Linked DNA regions of Mus musculus: all the other regions are linked to region 1. The links are chromatin contacts, called in public ChIA-PET, Hi-C, HiCAR-type, HiChIP or PLAC-seq and promoter capture Hi-C maps. All regions are on one chromosome and are shown on one strand. The core of a region is the stretch at or near the end of the contact, and the rest is flanking DNA. Distances in the headings are between cores, read along the strand shown. Region 1 holds the start of Pgd (phosphogluconate dehydrogenase). Region 2 holds the start of Pik3cd (phosphatidylinositol-4,5-bisphosphate 3-kinase catalytic subunit delta). Region 3 has its middle 37 kb from the start of Gm572. Region 4 overlaps Clstn1 (calsyntenin 1). Region 5 overlaps Clstn1 (calsyntenin 1). Region 6 overlaps Ctnnbip1 (catenin beta interacting protein 1). Region 7 holds the start of Nmnat1 (nicotinamide nucleotide adenylyltransferase 1).

Region 1 (2,530 bases), core at 24-2,523:
GTTGAGCCTGTCACTACTACCTGGGTCCTTTGTCCCTGGTAATCCTGGTGTCTAAGCCATGCTACTATTTAGAAAGAACATTCAGAGCCCACAGGCAGGAGGATCCTCTGACCCTGGACTCAGAAAGCTGAGATGAGAGGGCCCTGAGACTCCAGTGTGACAACACTGTGAGACAAGCTGCTGTCTACAAAGAAAAACAATCTCCATGTACCCCAAGTTTTCCTAGCTACAGCTTCCAAGATCTGGGTCCCTTTACATCTATGGTTTTCAACCTTCCTAACGCTGCGACCCTTTAATATAGCCCCTCGTGTTGTGATGACCCCCAATCATAAAACTATTTTCATAACTACGCAATAACTGTAATTTGCTAGTGTTATAAATCATAATGTTGAGAACCACTGCTTTTATATTTATTTCTATCCAAGGAGGCTCTTCCCTTAACTACAGAGGGAGCACGACTAAAGCAGAAATTCTTCTACAAAGACACCAAACAGTGCTTACTGAGTGATGCCTTGGGATCTCTGAAAAACAAATCACAGCTCTCAGCGGGAAGGCAACGTGTCCTCACTACTTACCACAAATCCATGATCATTCATGTTCAAAATTAAGTTCTGGCCCATGACAGCCAGTCCGATCAGTGCAATGTCAGCTCTGAAATGACAAAAAAAAAAAAAAACAATAAAGCAAACACAAAGAAAGGATATTAGTGTTACTTAGTGGCTTTTATTAGGACTGGCAGCCTGCACCCTTCTCGGCTCACACCATGCACCTAGGATCGACCGCACCCTGCACCCCACAGTTCCATGGAAGTTCCTTCTAAAGGGCGTCCGGGCACACGAAGCCACCCATGCCCTGCCCCTGGCCCTGCCCGTCGTTCCTTATGGCCTGGCCAGCACAAGGGGCGTGGGCCGTCCCCGACCCAGCGCGGCCTTCCTTCCCCGCGAGCCCGTCGCAGCCGCAAGCTCCCACGAAGGGGTGGCGGAGCTTGCGCTGGCCATGGCGGGGACCCTGAGGTGCAGGGGTCAGGGCTGCGCGAGGAGACCCAGGCGACCACCGGGGCTGAGGAGAACAGGGAGACAACTGAGCAGAGCCCCGCCATCACCACGCTCAGCCCCGGAAGTCTCCCGGGCCCGACTGCGCGTGTCGGTCACTCACTGGGCCATGGCGGAGGCAGACGAAGCAGAGTCGAGGAGGAAGAAACGCGAAGGACCGAGCGCTCCGAGGCAAGTACAGTGAAGTCCGGCTCCCGGCGCCTCGAGAGGCTTACAGAGACGCTGGCCAATCAGAAGACAGGGGTGGGCCGATGCCCCACGCTATTGGGTCTCTGCGGCGCCTGTTATACCACCTGAGGGCAAACGGACCCGCCCACCCCCGGGGCCCAGATCTGTAGAGCGCCGAGCAGTCGATGGCACCTCGAGCTGGAGAGGAGCGTTTAAAGGGCTTCTTCTAAGTGTTCTAGGAGCGTTTAAAGGGCTTCTTCTAAGTGTTCTAGCGGGACCTTGCACGATGCCTCCCGCTCGTGCGGAAGCTCGGGTCTGCAGCTCGGCGTGAAAGAGAAGACATTAAGGGCTTGGTGCAGCCCTTACCAAGCCCACTGGCGTTTTTGATCCATGGCTGCTGCTTCCCTTCACTGTCCCTCAACTCTGAGGCAGGAGTCAAGTCTGTCCTATCTGTGGGAACCTCAGTGTGTACCATTTTTGCAGGTCAAGAAACAGCGGTGCAAACTAAGACGAGACGGTCAGCAAGTAAAGAGCCAAGCGGGTGGAAGTGGAACCCACTCCGCAAAGTTGGCATCTGACCTCCACGTGCAGCAGTGGCGCGTGCGCCCACTCGCACAGAAAGAGAAAACGAAGCGGAGGAGAGGCTTGAGGGGTTTTGGGGGGGTGGTTTCATAATTATTTATTTTTTGTGTATTGGTTTGCCTGCATGTATGTCCGTGTACCTCGTGCGTGGCCGATACTCGGGGAGGCAAGACTGGAAGTGAGTTCTTCCTTGTGCTTGTAGCGGAACACAAGCACTCTTCTCTACCATTTCCTCAGCCCCACTACAGTTTCCGGCGCTGGAGGTCTGGGGTGCTGTTTCGCCCGCTGGTCAGACACTTTTAGTTTCAATTTACTTTTCCATTCAGACTCAGGTGTTGGTGCGCTGCTTTCTTTTTTCTTTTCTTTTTTTTTTTTTTTTTTTTTTTTTTTTTCGGGGGGCGGGATTTTTTCTCTGTGTAGCCCTGCCTGTCCTGGAACTCACTCAGTAGACCAGGCTAGCCTCGAACTCAGAAATCCGCCTGCCTCTGCCTCCGGAGTGCTGGGATTAAAGGCATGTACTACCACGCCTGGCTAGGTTCAGGTTCTTTCCATTGCCTACTCTCTCTCTAGGAGTGGCTATCATGTCCTTCAATGAATTCCTTTTATCTTTTGTAAGTTTTGCACACAGCACATAGACATAACGCTTGATGGTAAATGAAAAGACTGGCTTGCACCAGCTTCTTGAATTTTTTTCCCTCACTCCAGTACTACGAATCAAATCGTAGGTT
Region 2 (2,530 bases), core at 15-2,514, 500 kb after region 1:
CCCTGTCTAAGTCATAGACAGAAACCACCAAATGCCATCCAGATGTGTGCGATGCTCACTCAGTAAATCACCCTGAAAATGATTCAGCAAACCCCAAACCTCTTTCTAACAATGGTGTTTACTGCCGGGGTGACAACTCTAAAGACGAGTTGGCTTGCAAGGCCCTTGCTCTGTGGACAGAGTGGTTCCGAAAATGACCGCCCAGTCATGAGCGGGATGCGAGCCCAGCCAGAGGCAGCCCCAAAGCTGGCTCGCAATCTAGCAATCTAGTAAAGGGAAATGCATACTGTTAAAGGGGAAGCTGACTTTGGAATGATAAGTGGAGTTTAAACCACAGGTTTTGAGACAATTCTTAGAAATTGTATCTTGTAGACTTCACATCTAAGGGCTGAGGGTAAGAGCTGAGGGTAAGCGCTCAGCGGGTAGGACATGTGCTTTGTAAGCATCAGGACAGAGTCAGTTCCTCGGAATCCACATTTTAGAGGCAGAGGGGGACTGGACAGATGACACAGCAGTTAAGAGCACTGGCTGCCTCTGTTCAATTCTCGGCAGAATATGGTGGCTCAAAGCCATCTGTAACTCTGGTTTCAGGGGACCCAAAGCCCTATTGTGGCCCCTGTTGCACACCAGACACACATATGGTGGATACCTATATGCATGAAATAAAAATAAGTAAATTATAAACAAAACAAGTGGCTGGGGATAATAGCACTCTTTTGCAATCCCAGTATGGAAGAGGTGGAGAAAGGTTGACTTGCTGGCCAGATAGTATAGCCTACTCCAGTGAGATCCTATATCGAGAGAGAGAGAGAGAGAGAGAGAGAGAGAGAGAGAGAGAGAGAGAGAGAGAGAGAAGAAGAAGAAGGAGGAGGAGGAGGAGAAGGAGGAGGAGGAGGAGACAGGAGGGGGACGGGAGGGGGAGGGGAGGGGAGGGGAGGGGGAAAGGAAAATAAGGTGCCCTGCTCCTGAGAAATGGCAGCCAAGGCTGCCTGCCTCTGGTCAGTTCCCACACACAGTTTTTGCCCTGAAATTCTGTGTCTGTGAACAGTGTCTCCCTGAGCATCAAGGTGTGAGAAGCGGCCATGGCTCTACCTGCTTGATGGTGCTGAGGTTGGCATTGCGGGACACGGGGAAGTTCAAGTAGACCCCTGTGGGCAGCAAGAAGTCAACAACCACGCTCTGGCTCTCCTCTTTGGTCCAGAACTCCATGGGGCAGTCCACCCCAGGGGGCATCCTGTTGTGTTACTTCTCTGAGGTCTGTTTTCCTGTGGGAAAGGCAAAGGCATGATGAACTAAGGCTTTGGCCAATGGGACGGCCAGATCTGGGCCACAGGAGGACATGCAAAGCTTGCTACACATGAGGCAGCATCCTGCCTAGGTGGCTTGTGACTCCCACCAATTTAAGCCACCCTATAGGCCGAGGTGCTTCTTATTACAGGTGGACATGCCATAGGCCAAAAGACCGCACTGTGGCCGACAGGTGACCCACAGTGGGAAACAAGAACAGGTAGATGCTTGAAAACCAAAGATAAAACTCTTCAGTTCTTAAAAATGTTCTGGCCAGAGACCAATTAGCTTAAAACCAGCGCTGACGAGCTGGCCACAGCACAGTGGCACCTGCTTACAATTCCAATAGTTGGGAGGTGAAGGGGGCTGATCAGGAGGAGAGCAAAGCCAGCCTCGGTTATATAGTAAGTTCAAAACCAGCTTGATGACCGTGAGATCTCTCTCTCTCTCTCTCTCTCTCTCTCTCTCTCTCACGCACGCACGCACGCACGCACGCACGCACGCACGCACGGAGAAAGAATACATGACTTTATCTAAGGAGTTACGATATCGGTCATGCCAACCCTCAGCCACCCCTTGCCCCCTCCACAGCACCACAGCAATAACAAAACATAACAGATCACAGGACACAGGGTGTGTTCACCACCCACACTCCCAGTCACCAAATCCCTCCCCGTCGCCACCAGCTTCCCCCTTCCAGGTCACTGCAACCTGGAATCTAGCCACTTAATCAACTGTAGGCATGTTTTCATACTCTTATTACTAGTGTGCGTTCATGAGCAATTCCTAGTATTTTCAGTGAGCTTTGAAAACCTGCCTGCCTAGTGACTCTTCAGAGCCGAGCTGTGGGACACCCACAGACCCAGGCTTGTGCAGGTAGGTCCTTTGCAAGGAGCCTACTGCCTCTGTGAGTCCCTGGATGCAACAGCCACATCATATCAAGAAAACATCACTTGCTTGCAACCCTCCTCACCAGCCTTGGGCTTCCGCATTCTTTCTGCCTCCCCCCCTCCCCCTCCCCCCCTCCCCCAACTGCACAGACTTGGAGGAGGGGGAGACAGGGGGGGGGGGCACACAGATTTCCCATTTAGTGCTGAAAGAAGCTTTAATGTTCATATAATCAAATTTGTCTACTTTATGCTTTATTATTTTGATTAGTTTTTTGGTTTTGTTTTTGAAATAGAGTCTCTACTATGTAGGCCAGGTTGGCCTCAAACTCTGTGAAACCTCAACCTCCCAAATG
Region 3 (2,530 bases), core at 24-2,523, 490 kb before region 1:
CCAGGGCAGGAAGAGGCTAGGCCTGGCTTGGCCTGGGCTCTGGATGCTCTTCTCAGGCAGAATAAACAATAGGCAGCCATTTCTTTCCCCTCAGCTAACTCTCCTCACCCTCTCAAAAGTGGGAAGTCTTCTTTAATTAAAAAGTGCTCGGGGTTCCATGCAGGACTCCTGTTCTCTTTTAAGACGTAACAACACTGACTCTATGGCCCCTCCTACACTTGATGTGCCAGGGCCAGAATGGTACCCATGACCAATTCTGGGGCTATGGCAGGCATACTCGTGAACATCGTCCCTGCCTTGGGGACATCTAATTTTCTTGCCGAGACCTCCCAGGTCTTGCAGGCAGGCATCTGTTTATGCCTGACACATCTGTGTGCCGTGACATCGTGGAAAGGGGTTCTGTGGGGTTGGGGTTGTGGGGTCTTAGCCAGTCTAGGCTATTCAATGTGATTAGACATCATTTGGGTCCCTTGGGTTCTAATCTTCTCCTCCCCAGAGTCTCAGCCAGTAAGCATACATACACTGTACTTCTTCCTTGTCTGTCCTGCGCAGCAGTCAACACAGCCAGAAAATCCCTGGGTTTGCCTCTGTGAGTACCAAGCCTGTGGCCCTGGACTCTCAGATGTCCTCTGCTTCCCGTGATGGCTTCCTGTCACGGCATACCCTTTTAGCGCCGGCTGCAAGTCTCTGTTGGGTATTTGAATCTCACTTAAACTGGAACTGTACTTATTATCAACTCAGTAATTCTCCAGATTAGGGAGTAACCGAACTCCCGATCCTCTATCTTCCGAGTGCTGGGATTACAGGCATGAACGGCCTTGCCATATGTCACTCATATAAGGCTGGACATGGAACCGGAGGCATCGTGCATGCTAGGCAAGAACCCTACCAACTGAACTATGTCTCAGGCCTATCTCCTCTCCCCAGCCCTCCTTTTTCCTCTTTGGAGACCCAGGGTGAGCCATTCCACACCCCAGCACTGTGCCCTTCAGAGTGAGGTCCCCAGCCAGCAATGCCTACATTCCCTGGGAATTCACTAGAAACACAAATCACTAGGGTGGTTTTGTTTTTGTTTTGTTTTGAGACAGGGTGTCATGTAGCCCAGGCTGCCCTGGAACCCTCTGTGTAGCCAAGGCTGACCTTGAATTTCTGATCTTCCAGTTTTCCTTCTCTCAGTTAAAGAGATTACAGCCAAGTCCCACCCTGCTCAGTTTAGATATGCAAATTATTAAACTTGGAATGTCCCTCAGTTACCAAAGTCTAGCTGGGCCACTGCATTATCTTAACGAATGAATTGGACCACACCCCAGATGACAGATCAAGAAATTCAGTCAGTGAGGCCTGATAGTTTGCATTCTAACAAGACTTCCTGTGGATTCAGGAGGTGCTCCATTGCACACAAGAAAACAACTGCTAGGGAGAGAGAGAGAGAGAGAGAGAGAGAGAGAGAGAGAGAGAGAGAGAGAGAGAGAGAGAGAGAGAGAGAGAGAGAGAGAGAGAGGAGACTGGTACTCCCTAAGTCAAAGAACTCCTTTGCCTCTAAAATAAAGGCTACATTCTGTTTCAAAGTCTTGCCACCACCATCTGCCCACTGTAAGCAGGACCACCCCTTTGAGGAAGAAAGAAACGATTGTTTCCATTTTATGGATGCAGAAACTGAGGCTCACAGCCTGATCCAAGGTCACATAGATAGCTGGAAAATAGTAACTCAAGGTCTTCATATTCTTAGGCAAGGAATCCTTCCAGCACACCTTGAGTCTTCAGAATTCCTTTAGACCAAAGAAACAAACCCAGGTCCTATTGGCCAGGAAGGAGATCTGCCTTCCAGCTTTCTGCCCAATTTCCAGTTGCAATCACAAGAGAGAGCATCCAGGAAGCATAAATTTTGCCTGGCAGTTGAGTAAGAGCTCTGAAAGGAGTTACACGTCAGGGAGATGGGACTTTATTTCTCAATGAAATAGCCTTTTTATGGCTGGAATAAAAGTGCCAGGGGAGCCTAATGCCAGGAAGCAGAAAGCACATTTGATAAACTCCTCCAGCCAGGGCGGGGCTGCATGGGAACTCACCGCAGAGTTCCCCACGACACCAGTGCATGCTTCTCTGTAGATCCGAGTCCTGCCTGGGAGAGATCTTGGTTAAAGGTGGTGGTGGGGTCGTGGGCGGCGGTCCTCGTGGCCCTTCTAGATGGAGAATGGCTGACACTGGACCCCAGAGCCTGAAGCTGGGTCTCCAGTTAAAAGTGGAGCTGCAATGTAAAGAGCAGCCAGCAGGGGGCAGCATAACACACTGTTCCAGCCTGACCTGGGGCTGCTACAAGGGTTGGGGGCTTAGGGGTGGGGGGGCCTCTGGGGTACAACCCTCAGAAGAGGTCAGCGGTAACTCTCTCCCTAGGAAGTCTTCCTCCTCCTTTCAGCTTTTCTCTTCAGCCTTTTCCTATCAAAGAACAGTTCCCCATAAGGTGGGGTAGGGTTTCCCTCCCCTGTCTTGCCCACTCTCTGGCTGTCTTCTTAAGCTTCGACAAGTTTATCTT
Region 4 (2,530 bases), core at 15-2,514, 460 kb after region 1:
AAGACTACACATTCACCATCCAGGCCTACGACTGCGGGAAGGGCCCCGATGGCACCGGTGTGAAAAAGTCTCACAAGTAAGTGGGCCGGACAGTGTCCAAAAAGAGCCACCCAGGAGATGAGTGTACATGGGGGAGGAGCAGTCAGGAGCTGGCCCCTGGGTTCTTCTCTGTGTTCTGAAAAGGAGCAGGAAGAGTTCTGTGGGGAATCAGTTGGGTCGGTCGCAAAGGGCGGCCTCCAGCCTGCATGTTCCCTTTTGTGTCCAGCTTCTGGAAAGAACCTGTTGGAAACAGGTTTTGAAAAGAGAATGAATGGTTTATCCCACTGAGTGTTCTTGGTAAAGAAACTAAAGTCCCACTGGGAATAGTGGCTCGTGCCTGTTCTTGGAGGAGGGTGGAGGCAGGAATGGACAGATGACTGACAGACAGATAGACAGACAGACAGACAGACAGACACACACACACGAGGTCCTGTATTGACGTTTTCCCTGAGGAAATGGTTCTGTTATTTTTATTATTTCCTGTAAACCCTCAGCGCGTAAGCTAGCTAGCTTGTGAAAGAAGCAGACAGGCCTCCTCCATCCTGCGTTGAGTTCACATGTCTCCCGCGAGCAGAGGGTGTACTCCAACAGAGAGGGCTCTAGAAGAGACAGGTTTAATACCCTAGACTTTTCTCACCAGCCCTTCAACACCAGATTTAATGTTGCTGAGCGCTGAGTCCCCTCAGTGTCTACACTGTGTGGGCCACATTCTGTCTGTCACAGGACATGGTAAGGGCACTCGACATAGATGAGCGTGGGTCGGGACGCTTACAGGTGAACAGCATGGTGTGTTGCAGTGGTGAGAGTAATGTGTGGCCGGCTCACACAGTGACGTTTTATTCATTGAGAAGAGTTTGAGTGTGTGCTAAGGATGGGCCTGTGCATTACATGGGCTCTCAGCTACAGATTTGCCCTCCCAAAAGACGATAGATACCTGGTAAGCGAGAAGTCCTTGAAGCCCGTAGTGTCATCGTTTGGAGACTGATTTGGCGGTACCCAGTTATAGGGCGGGGAGGGAAGGGGTGCCTCTGCTATAGGCCTGTACTTGCATAATCTGGATGACATCCCAGTAGTGACAGCCTCCTTCAGAGGAGGGCAGAGTTTCTTTGTTTTTACATGTGTGTGTAATGTGTGTTCACAAACTGCGTGGATATCCCGGGGTGCGTGCGTTTCTCAGCTGCTCTCAGCTTTCTGTGTGGAGATGCTCAGTCTCTCCCTGCAGGTGGCGCTCACCTCACGGTTTGGCCAGCCCAGCTTGCCAGCTTGTCCTGCAGTCCCATTCAGGGCATTACAGATGAATGGCCATATCTGTGGGTGCTGGGGCTCAATGCTCCTGCCTTCATACTTTCGTGGGAAGCGCGTCATTCACTGAGCCACTTCTCTACCTTAGAATTTATTTTAGCTCATATACTGAAATTTTTTCTCTATTTTCTCACCCTTCTTCCTTTGGCTGTATGTTTATAAGATTCTGTAGTAATGCATCTTAATTTCATGGCCAGAGAAAGTGCGTCCCTGTTTGATGAATTCATCTCCCTTCACATCTTGCCCCCACACTGAAAGAAAATCCTGCCTCTTTAGTTACACCGGTTTTCTGAGTCAGCCGCCTGGGCTCTTAGGGCTCGGAACAATCAGCTCATGTCCGGGTTTTAACTTCCCGTGTCTCTGTGCCAAACTAAACGGAATGCAACTCCGTTTATATTCTGGCTTCATTGTAGAGAGCTCACAAAACAATATCAGGGAAAGAATTGTTGCTTTTTGGGTAAAAGGCAGGACAGAACCCCCCACAACAGCCTTCCCTCTTCTTGTCCAGAGCGTTTATATTCTGGCTTCATTGTAGAGAGCTCACAAAACAATATCAGGGAAAGAATTGTTGCTTTTTGGGTAAAAGGCAGGACAGAACCCCCCACAACAGCCTTCCCTCTTCTTGTCCAGAGCGACCGTGCACATCCAGGTGAACGACGTGAACGAGTACGCCCCCGTGTTCAAGGAGAAGTCGTACAAGGCGGCCGTGGTGGAGGGCAAGCAGCACAGCAGCATCCTCAGGGTGGAGGCTGTGGACGCAGACTGCTCCCCGCAGTTCAGCCAGATCTGCAGCTACGAGATTCTCACCCCAGACGTGCCGTTCACTGTGGACAAAGACGGTAAGGACGGAGGAGCCTCGTGAGGCCTGGCCCCTCCGGTGAGATCAGAGGCTGACCTGACTTCCCGGTGCTGGCCAAGCATGGGAGGGGAGCTTGCAGGCTGCCTGCAGTCCACTTAGCTCCAGTCCCTCGGGTTTGACTTAACTCGCTGGTCTGAAGCCGCTCTCAAGCCTGGGCTCTTCGGGCCTCTCCGTCTCCAAGCCAAGTCCAGTAAAGTCCTCATTTAATGTCTGTCTTCTCGGTTCCGTCCGCCTGCAGCTGGGCATGGTGTCCCTGTAGCGGTTACCTTTTACACACACTTGTGGTAATGCTGAGTATCCAGTGCAGGGCTTTGTGCTTGCTAGGCAAAT
Region 5 (2,530 bases), core at 15-2,514, 430 kb after region 1:
ACTGACTGTTCTTCCAGAGGTCCTGAGTTCAATCCCCAGCAACCACATAGTACCTCACAACCATCTGTAATGGGATCTGATGCCCTCCTGTGGTGTGTCTGAAGAGAGCAATGGCATACTCATATACATAAAATAAATAAATAAATAAAAATTCAAATATACACTGGTAAACTGAGGCGGCTGGTGCAGGAGGTATTTTCTCTCTCCCCACTCAGATCCTGTTGTCGTAAACTGGCCCTCAGCACACTCTGACCTCTGGTATCTTCTGAGCTGTGCAGCAGCTAAGAGCCAGCTTGGTTCTGACAGTGTTTTCTCGGACCACAGTCATGTGTGATTCCAAGATGATCTAGAGGTCACACGTCGGGTCACAGTTTAAAGGACAGCAACTTGAAACTCAAGTAATATTTTCTGCTTGGAAATGTTAGAAACTCTGTGACCACAGGAAGTTTACTCAGCCCGCAGTAAGCGTGAGTGGGTTAGGAAGACAGTGTAGTCACACACAGACACCACCGCATGGGGAATCATGGCCTGTAACTCCCTGAGTCACGTGTATGCTGAGGAGATGGGATGAAGAGTTGAGAAGGTGGAGAGAGATTTCCAGTTTCTTGAGTTCTGCACCAGGGTGGGTAAGAAGGTAGACACCGGCCTGTCTGTTGTGGTCTCAAGGGAGAAGAATGGAGCCAGAAGGGAAGAGAATGGAAGAGCCTCCTGGTGCCCCTGGGTCAGGTCAGGTGGTGTGTCTACCATGGGGACTGTCTGACCCTTTCTGAAACTTACTCTTGCTGTCTCCAGCTCCCAGTGCTGGGTTTCTCAGCCTGGGCCATTTCACCTGCCTTTCAGGAACTATTTATTAATGTGCATTACATAAAGCCATGACTGATCAAATGTACCTAAGAGTTTGTATTAAAGAATTTAACTTAAGAATTGCTGTTTGAAACTGCCCCCTTGGGCTTTCCAAATTATTTAATCTATAAGAATCAGGTTTTACTCTCTTGTCGAAGTATTTCAACAAAGTAGAGAGAAAAGAGTGAAAAGACAATGAGGACACCACGCACACGCACACGCGTACACAGCAGGAATGGCTTTACCACAGCACAGAGATTTACTTGTTTCCTCTTGCTATGAGCCTCATTAACCGTGAGGGGCTCCCTGGAGTGGGGTTCTGGCCCTCTGGCCTGGCATTGCTTGTGGTACAATACAAGCCACCCTAGCCCAGGGAGGCATTGTCACAGTTGGAGCCCTCAGCGTGGTATTGGGTTAGCTATGTGCTTTTGAGCTACAATACTTTGCTTGGTTTGGTCTGGTCTGGTCTGGTCTGGTCTGGTCTGGTTTGATTTGGTTTTTTAAGACAGGGTTTCTCAGTGTAGCCCTGGCTGCCCTGGAACTCACTCTGTAGACCAGGCTGATGTCCAGCTCACAGAGAACCTCCTGCCTCTGCATCCTGAGTGCTGGGATTTAAAGGATGTGCTACTGTGCTGGACCCTACTTTGCTTTCTTTAAAAATAATTTTTTGGGGGTGGGCAGGATCTCATGTAGGGGATGCTGACCTCAAACTAAATTGTATAGTTGAGTGTAGTTGTTGGGGCTGAGTGTCTTTTTCGTCACTGGGGTCTCTGAGCTCCTCCAGCAAGCCGCTCAGGGGAGGCAGAACACAGTCTGTGATAGGGGTCCCAGGTGAGAAACAGTGGGGGCTGGGATGGATGCTAAGGTTCCTGGCCTCCTGTGTACCCAGATGTTGCTGGTGACATCGGGGAGTTAGGAACTGGGTCCCTACAGGCCAGGCAGGAAGGGGATGGCTGAGCCCAGGAAGTGGGCGGGATCCAGTATGGAGTGTGGAGGGGCTGGAAGAGAGAGGGACTGCTCCAGGAGACTTAGGCATGCTCTTCACGATGAAGGCCTCACTCAGCCATGGTCCTTGATAGAGGAGCCTGTCCTTGCTGGTCCAAACTGCTTTATTTGATGGCAGATGTGAATGCATTCATCTTACTCAGGGTGAACCAGGAATTAAATACTTTTGTGGAAGGAATGCCCGGGAAGGTAAGCTCATTGGCTAAACACTCGGGACCTATCTAGATACCTCATTAACAAGGAGAACTCCAGGGTTTATGCTACATGACCAGTTGTCATGGTCCTCGCACTGGGCTGTCTTGGTTACATGTTCCAGAGCAGGTCTTTGGCAGGGAGCTGGCCTCACGCCTACTGTTCTCAATTCTGAGAGTTCCCGGGGTTTAGGCTTGCTCGGCCTTACCAGTCCTTCTGTCCACTTGCCTTACAGAGCATGACCTTGAACTCACGACCTTCCTACCTTCATCTCTCAAGTATTGAGATTACAGAAGTGCACTATCATGCTTCCATTTCTTTTCTTCTAAAGATCTATTAATTTTTATTTTTAATGTATGAGTGTTTTCCATGTATGTGTGTGTATGTATATGTATGTGCAGCACACACATGTAGTGCCTATGTATGCCAGAAGGGGATGTTGGAGGGCCCTCTGGAACTGGAGTTACAGGAATTTGTAACCATCCTGTGG
Region 6 (2,530 bases), core at 12-2,511, 360 kb after region 1:
CCCAGAGGCCTTCCACAGTTACTAGGTGCATTGTAACTTAACAGATACATTGTAACTTAACAGATACATTGTAACTTAACAGAGTCTTTGCACAACTTCCCACGTTCCAGTGTGCTGAGATTAGAGTAGAAAGGGACAGAGTTACTAGGTACATTGTAACTTAACAGATACGTGTCTTTGCACAACTTCCCACGTTCCAGTGTGCTGAGATTAGAGTAGAAAGGGACAGAGTTACTAGGTACATTGTAACTTAACAGATACGTGTCTTTGCACAACTTCCCACGTTCCAGTGTGCTGAGATTAGAGTAGAAAGGGACAGAGTTACTAGGTACATTGTAACTTAACAGATACAGTGTCTTTGCACAACTTCCCACGTTCCAGTGTGCTGAGATTAGAGTAGAAAGGGACAGAGTTACTAGGTACATTGTAACTTAACAGATACCCATGTCTTTGCACAACTTCCCACGTTCCAGTGTGCTGAGATTAGAGTAGACAGGGACAGTAACCCTACAGCTTTCTCCAGAGTGGTCTCTAGGAGTTCAGCCCAGGAGGCCACTCCTGGAGTTCTAAGCTCAGTATAACAGTCCAGAATTATGATCCCAAAGCTGGACAAAGAAATGGGATTGCTCACAGGCTGAGCCTACTGCCCCTAGGGACATAAGTGAGATTAATGAATCCTCATACTGTAGGCCATCCTGTTGATATCTAGTCCTCCATGATAGAAGGCTTGAGGCTCCCTAGCTCCCGCAGGTGGCTTGGGAGGCTGAAGCAGAAGACCTGTGGCGAGAGAGAATTCTGTCTGTCTGTCTGTCTGTCTATCTATCTATCTATCTATCTATCTATCTATCTATCTATCTATCATTTTGTATGTCTATGCACCATGTGCATGTCTGGTGCCCACAGAGGCCAGAAGAGGGCATCAGATCCCTAAATTGGAGTTAGAGATGGAGGTGAGCTGCCATGTGAGTTCTGGGAATTGAACCCAGATCTTTTGGAAGATCAGCCAGTACACTTCACCACTGAGCCAGGAAATGATTCTGAGGCAGTAGACTGTGCAGGGATCGGTCTGGGAGACCCTGCCAGGCCTGCTTTTGAGACGGCTTTGGCCCATGATAGTGAAGGGCACTGAGCAGGTCTGTGGCTCAGTGCAGGGGCCATATGCAGTTCGTGAGGAAACTGGACTGGCCTTGCCCCAACAAGTGCATGCCACTGCCTCAGCTTTCTCCTTCCCCTGTTTAACTAGAATGGCTAACTGTGGTCACAAGGAGTTGATGCAGCTGCGGAGTGGAGTCAATGGCGCTCCAGTGGTTCACATTTCCACCCTGGCCTCCTCCTGTGGGGGAGACTCGAGCTCTGTGGAGGAGATCCGAGCTCTGAGAACTTCCTGGATAGGCTTCTTCCTTGAGATGAGTGGGCCTGAAACTGACATATGAGAAAGTAAAACAGCAGTTTCCTTCAGGCAGCGGGGGCCTAGAGCAGCTGTGGGGTTAGTAGGTCACAGAAGAAAGGGCCCTATGCTGTCCACTCCTGGGGCAGAGGCTTCCTCCTAATGTCCTTGCTTAGGACACTTCCTGCCAGGACCCAGCCTCGGTAGAAGACCTTTTGGGTAGGAATTCGAGAGGTGCTTGCACTCTCTCAAGAGCGGAGGAACTCACTTATAAATAGACCAAGTCCCCAGACTCTGCATTACCCACCCCTCTGGGATTTGACAGAGGCCGATGGTCCTGGGACAGATTAGATTAGAGGAAGATCCGAAGCCGGATCCTGTAGGCGAGTTGGTTCCTGACTTAAGGTCTTAGACCATGACTTGGCCAGGTTTCAGTGTGCCAGCTGTTCTCTGGGGAGGGATAAAAAGGACCTATGTCTTTCTCCCCTTCGTTGCGGTCTGCTCCTGCGCACAAATGAAACCTTACTGGTTCTTGGTCAGAGCTAAGGAGCCTAAGACACAGATGCTTGCATAGCTCAACGCTCCCTAGCTGTGTGCTCTGTCCCCTGCTGACACACCACACCGAGGCTTGCTTGCTGCTTGCTTGTGTCACCCAAGGGGACAGACAGTTCAGTCAGTTGGGCCAACCAGCATTAAACAGGTATCCGATTATAGAACTATAAATATATACACACATGTACATACACACACACAGAGGAAGAGCCATTGTGATGTCCTATGTCTGTAGTCCTAGCTATTCAGAAGGCTGAGGCAGGAGAATCGGGTAAATTTAGGTTTGAGAGCAGCCTAAGTGACATAGCAAGCTCCTGACCCACAAATAAATAAAAAGAATGAATTTAAAAAATTGATCCTGCATTGTGGTTGGCATCTATCATCCCAGCACTTGGGGGGCAAAGGGACCGTGAGTTTGAGACCAGGGTGGGCTACCTAGCAAGACTGTGTTTAATTGGGAAAAAAAATAGGGGCCAGTAAGTTGGCCCAATAGGTGTAAGCCTGTGGACTGAAGTTCATCCCGGGAGCCCACATGGAAATAGAAGGAGAAAACCAATCCTACAAAGTTGTCCTCTGACCTCCACACAGGTA
Region 7 (2,530 bases), core at 24-2,523, 320 kb after region 1:
GCTGCTGTGACAAAACACTCTGACCAAAAGCAACTTGGGGAGGAAGGGTTCTTTTGCCTTATACTTCCAGGTCAGTCCATCACTGAAAGAATTGGGGCACGGGCTCTAGGAGGAACCTGAAGCAGACACTACTGAGGAATGAATGCTGCTGCCTCCTGGCTTAAACTCAGTCTGTAGACCAGACTGGCCCTGAACTCAGAGATATCATTCCATCTCTGCCTCTTTAGTGCCAATGCCCAGCACCTAGGAAGCTGGCTTTCTTATACAGCCCAGTACATCAGGGTGGCCTCGAACTCAGAAATCCACCTGCCTCTGCCTCCCGAGTGCTGGGATCAAAGGCCTGCGCCACCACGCCCGGCTTAACTATGAACTTCTAACACCCCCCCCCCTTCAACTTCACAAAGGCATCACTGTAAGCTATAACCTTTCGATTTCTTGTCTCCAAAGTCCCTGTTAACATTATAAAACAAAAGCATAGACCAACTTTCAAAATTCTCAGTCTTTCAAAATTTCAAAACTTTTAAAGTTCCGAGTCTCTTTAAAAGTCCAAGTCTTTTAATCATGAGCTCCTGTAAAATCAAAATAAGTTTCATACTTTCTAATCCCAAAAGGGCAGAACCAGAGAATAGGAATAATCACAATTAAGCAAACCCAGAATCCAACAGTGTAGCTCAATATCCGACATTTGGGACTCAGGATCTGGGTCCCAAAGGGCTGGCATAGCCCTTTCTCCACTCAGCTCCCTGGTAACAGTTTACAGTCCACTCAGCAGCAATTTAACTGGTTCTCAAAGGCTGTGTGGGCTTGCTCTTTCCCAGATTTGGAAACGACTAAAAGGGAATGTCCTTCTCAGCACTGGCTTTCCCCCATTGCCTCTCACCCACATCCCTCTAAGTTCATGGGCGTCTGCTCTCAAGAAATCTCTAGAGAGGAAGAATCCAGGCCACCCCAAGTGGGGGAACTGACCTGCACCAAGGTCACAGGAAAGTTACCAACTTTTTGGTTCCAAGAACTAAAGGGCAAGAGTTGACTATGAAGAGCTGGCCCCAGGGACCGTTACAAAAGTCTCTAAAGGCCCAGCCATTGTGCATTGTCCCTTGCTTGGCAAAGTACGGGTCACCGGGCTAACGCTCGCACAGGCTCGTCTCCTAGGACCTCGGTGGGTTGCTTACCAGGCCTTGAAGGCCAAACGGCCCTAGTCCTCCAGGAGACAACCTCGGCCCGGACGCCAGCGCAGGGAACACCGCCGCCTTGCTCTCATTGGCCCCACACAGCCGGAAGTGCGCGAATCCAGCGGAAGTGCTCGCTCCATGCGGTCCGCCAGGCCGGGGAGTCAGGTAGGCGGGGCCCCTGGTTCCAAACCCTGGGATCCGCTAGCGGGCGGCAGGCGGGGATCGGGAGGGCGAAGGAGGTTGTCCTGTTTTCCGATCAGGGAGGACGGAGAAGCGTTTCGCAGGCGTAGGACTCCCCGCCTCCTCAGGTGACCACCGGGCCTGCTGGAGCCCGGCCTTGGCGGGACCTGCACACCTCGGCGGGAGCTTGGAGTTCGTCTGTCCGCGGGGAGGAGGCCGGCATCCGAGCGTGCGGTCCGGCTCTGCCTTATTTTTGCTCCGGTGGTCCCGGGCCCGGGCTTTGCTCACCTCCGTCCCTGAGAAGGTGTGCTTTCTGCCCTTGCCTTCTCGTGCGTCTGAGTTGGACAGTTTTCCTCAAGCCGAGTCCCGAGTGCTGTGGCCTCACCCAGAGGAGACTCGGCAAAAGCTACGGGAGGCACAGCCCAGGGATTCAGTGGCCTCTCCCGCGTCTTCCTAGGAATGGAGAACGTATTTCAGTTACAGTCTGCTTAGCGGGAAGTGATCTGGACAGCTGTAGGCCAAGTTCAGACACAGCAAATAAAACTCTTAACAGTTTTACCTTGTTCTAGCCAGCTCCACCCCAGGAGGTTTGAAGTTTGAGCCTCCGGTAAACTTTATGACAACTTCGCTTTCCTCAAATTGATGACACTCAGAGCTCCGACAGTTGGCGAGTTTTGAGCACCGTGCACGGGACAGGATACTGGAACCCCGGTGAGCGTGAATGAATATATTCCACTCCAGATGACAGTGTTGGCCATTTCGGCAGTCTCAAAGGAAACGCATCACTTTTATTCAATACTAGGTGGTGCCAGTGAGTCAAATCTTTCTGGTCTAAATCTGTAGTGTGGTTAAAGTTTTTTTGTTGTTGCTTTGTTTTTTTTTTTTTGTTTTTGTTTTTTTTTTTTTTGTTTGTTTGTTGTACAAGCCTTTATTTTTCCTTAAATTTATTCAGAATAACTTTGCCTTTTGAGACTGTATTGCAGCTTGGGAGTGCAGTCTGGCGTAGCGTATATGTAGCATTCTGGTTCCTCCATTTCCCCCAAGAAGAGATAAATTTTTGTGTTAAACAGTAATAACTTACTGTGCAGGGGATTTATCTTAATGGTAGAGTCCTTGCTTAGCAGGAATGAGCGCCTGGATTCAATCCCCTGTTCTGGGGGAAGAAAAACAAGTCTGGG

The links. Promoter capture Hi-C pulls out the DNA fragments that hold promoters and counts their contacts. A called contact is a pair of places that touch in the nucleus more often than the background predicts. ChIA-PET counts read pairs in DNA pulled down with a chosen protein or histone mark. HiCAR-type assays count read pairs that join an accessible place to other places. HiChIP or PLAC-seq counts read pairs in DNA pulled down with a chosen protein or histone mark. Capture Hi-C pulls out chosen DNA fragments and counts their contacts.
Region 2: a contact with region 1 is called in an RNA polymerase II ChIA-PET map of memory CD8 T cells, with 5 read pairs. The contact joins the promoter of Pik3cd here to the promoter of Pgd in region 1. A contact is called at or near these places in 1 of 39 promoter capture datasets (cranial neural crest), 1 of 484 Hi-C or Micro-C datasets (olfactory sensory neurons), 10 of 115 datasets of contacts at active chromatin or transcription factors (bone marrow-derived dendritic cells, bone marrow-derived macrophages, embryonic hindbrain and 5 more) and 2 of 9 other capture datasets (adipose tissue and liver).
Region 3: a promoter capture Hi-C map of embryonic stem cells shows a contact between it and region 1, with 3 times the contacts expected there. The contact joins the enhancer-like site here to the promoter of Pgd in region 1. A contact is called at or near these places in 1 of 39 promoter capture datasets (embryonic stem cells), 6 of 115 datasets of contacts at active chromatin or transcription factors (bone marrow-derived macrophages, embryonic stem cells, kidney and 2 more) and 1 of 9 other capture datasets (embryonic stem cells).
Region 4: a HiCAR-type map of astrocytes shows a contact between it and region 1, with 2.6 times the contacts expected there. The contact joins the enhancer-like site here to the promoter of Pgd in region 1. A contact is called at or near these places in 1 of 39 promoter capture datasets (maxillary cranial neural crest), 5 of 484 Hi-C or Micro-C datasets (the G1E-ER4 cell line, cerebellum, myocytes and 2 more), 3 of 115 datasets of contacts at active chromatin or transcription factors (astrocytes, cardiomyocytes and microglia) and 1 of 9 other capture datasets (adipose tissue).
Region 5: a contact with region 1 is called in a Hi-C map of embryonic stem cells, with 2.1 times the contacts expected there. The contact joins the enhancer-like site here to the promoter of Pgd in region 1. A contact is called at or near these places in 2 of 39 promoter capture datasets (the C10 cell line and cranial neural crest), 7 of 484 Hi-C or Micro-C datasets (B cells, the G1E-ER4 cell line, embryonic stem cells and 3 more), 8 of 115 datasets of contacts at active chromatin or transcription factors (the 230-238 cell line, T-cell acute lymphoblastic leukemia, astrocytes and 4 more) and 2 of 9 other capture datasets (embryonic stem cells and liver).
Region 6: an H3K27ac HiChIP or PLAC-seq map of extraembryonic endoderm stem cells shows a contact between it and region 1. The contact joins the enhancer-like site here to the promoter of Pgd in region 1. A contact is called at or near these places in 8 of 39 promoter capture datasets (the 3T3-L1 cell line, cranial neural crest, frontonasal cranial neural crest and 5 more), 4 of 15 datasets of contacts at CTCF or cohesin (CD8 T cells, embryonic stem cells, large pre-B cells and 1 more), 17 of 484 Hi-C or Micro-C datasets (CD8 T cells, the CH12 cell line, the MNK3 cell line and 9 more), 32 of 115 datasets of contacts at active chromatin or transcription factors (the 230-238 cell line, the NIH/3T3 cell line, the SCID.adh cell line and 20 more) and 3 of 9 other capture datasets (embryonic stem cells, liver and pancreatic islet).
Region 7: a contact with region 1 is called in a promoter capture Hi-C map of liver, with 2.6 times the contacts expected there. The contact joins the promoter of Nmnat1 here to the promoter of Pgd in region 1. A contact is called at or near these places in 10 of 39 promoter capture datasets (the 3T3-L1 cell line, the C10 cell line, cranial neural crest and 6 more), 4 of 484 Hi-C or Micro-C datasets (Th1 cells, forebrain, nephron progenitors and 1 more), 13 of 115 datasets of contacts at active chromatin or transcription factors (the NIH/3T3 cell line, the SCID.adh cell line, T-cell acute lymphoblastic leukemia and 8 more) and 4 of 9 other capture datasets (adipose tissue, embryonic stem cells, liver and 1 more).

What each region holds. Positions count from the first base shown.
Region 1 is chr4:149,165,432-149,167,961 of GRCm38.p6, forward strand. Pgd (phosphogluconate dehydrogenase) reads right to left here and starts at 1,274. Exons shown (of 13, transcript NM_001081274.2): 1 at 1,156-1,274; 2 at 576-651. The coding sequence starts at 1,163.
Region 2 is chr4:149,662,052-149,664,581 of GRCm38.p6, forward strand. It overlaps Pik3cd (phosphatidylinositol-4,5-bisphosphate 3-kinase catalytic subunit delta), which reads right to left and starts at 1,265. Exons shown (of 22, transcript NM_001164052.1): 1 at 1,093-1,265. The coding sequence starts at 1,233.
Region 3 is chr4:148,679,463-148,681,992 of GRCm38.p6, forward strand. No RefSeq gene overlaps it. Among named protein-coding and RNA genes, the nearest start is that of Gm572, 37 kb to the left of the region's middle. Within about 2 kb of position 1,274, at least 35 of the 459 cell types and tissues checked have an H3K27ac peak or open chromatin away from gene starts, as enhancers often do. A contact at or near this core is called in embryonic stem cells, where this site is marked.
Region 4 is chr4:149,627,332-149,629,861 of GRCm38.p6, forward strand. It overlaps Clstn1 (calsyntenin 1), which reads left to right. Exons shown (of 19, transcript NM_023051.5): 4 at 1-76; 5 at 1,972-2,180. Among named protein-coding and RNA genes, the nearest start is that of Mir7023, 27 kb to the right of the region's middle. Within about 2 kb of position 1,265, at least 27 of the 459 cell types and tissues checked have an H3K27ac peak or open chromatin away from gene starts, as enhancers often do. A contact at or near this core is called in adipose tissue and astrocytes, where this site is marked.
Region 5 is chr4:149,598,522-149,601,051 of GRCm38.p6, forward strand. The region is part of intron 1 of Clstn1 (calsyntenin 1); the gene reads left to right. Among named protein-coding and RNA genes, the nearest start is that of Clstn1, 13 kb to the left of the region's middle. Within about 2 kb of position 1,265, at least 14 of the 459 cell types and tissues checked have an H3K27ac peak or open chromatin away from gene starts, as enhancers often do. A contact at or near this core is called in embryonic stem cells, where this site is marked.
Region 6 is chr4:149,528,375-149,530,904 of GRCm38.p6, forward strand. The region is part of intron 1 of Ctnnbip1 (catenin beta interacting protein 1); the gene reads left to right. Among named protein-coding and RNA genes, the nearest start is that of Mir5616, 8.2 kb to the right of the region's middle. Within about 2 kb of position 1,262, at least 24 of the 459 cell types and tissues checked have an H3K27ac peak or open chromatin away from gene starts, as enhancers often do. A contact at or near this core is called in extraembryonic endoderm stem cells and nephron progenitors, where this site is marked.
Region 7 is chr4:149,483,937-149,486,466 of GRCm38.p6, forward strand. Nmnat1 (nicotinamide nucleotide adenylyltransferase 1) reads right to left here and starts at 1,274. Exons shown (of 5, transcript NM_133435.2): 1 at 1,173-1,274. It overlaps Lzic (leucine zipper and CTNNBIP1 domain containing), which reads left to right and starts at 1,330. Exons shown (of 7, transcript NM_026963.6): 1 at 1,330-2,063.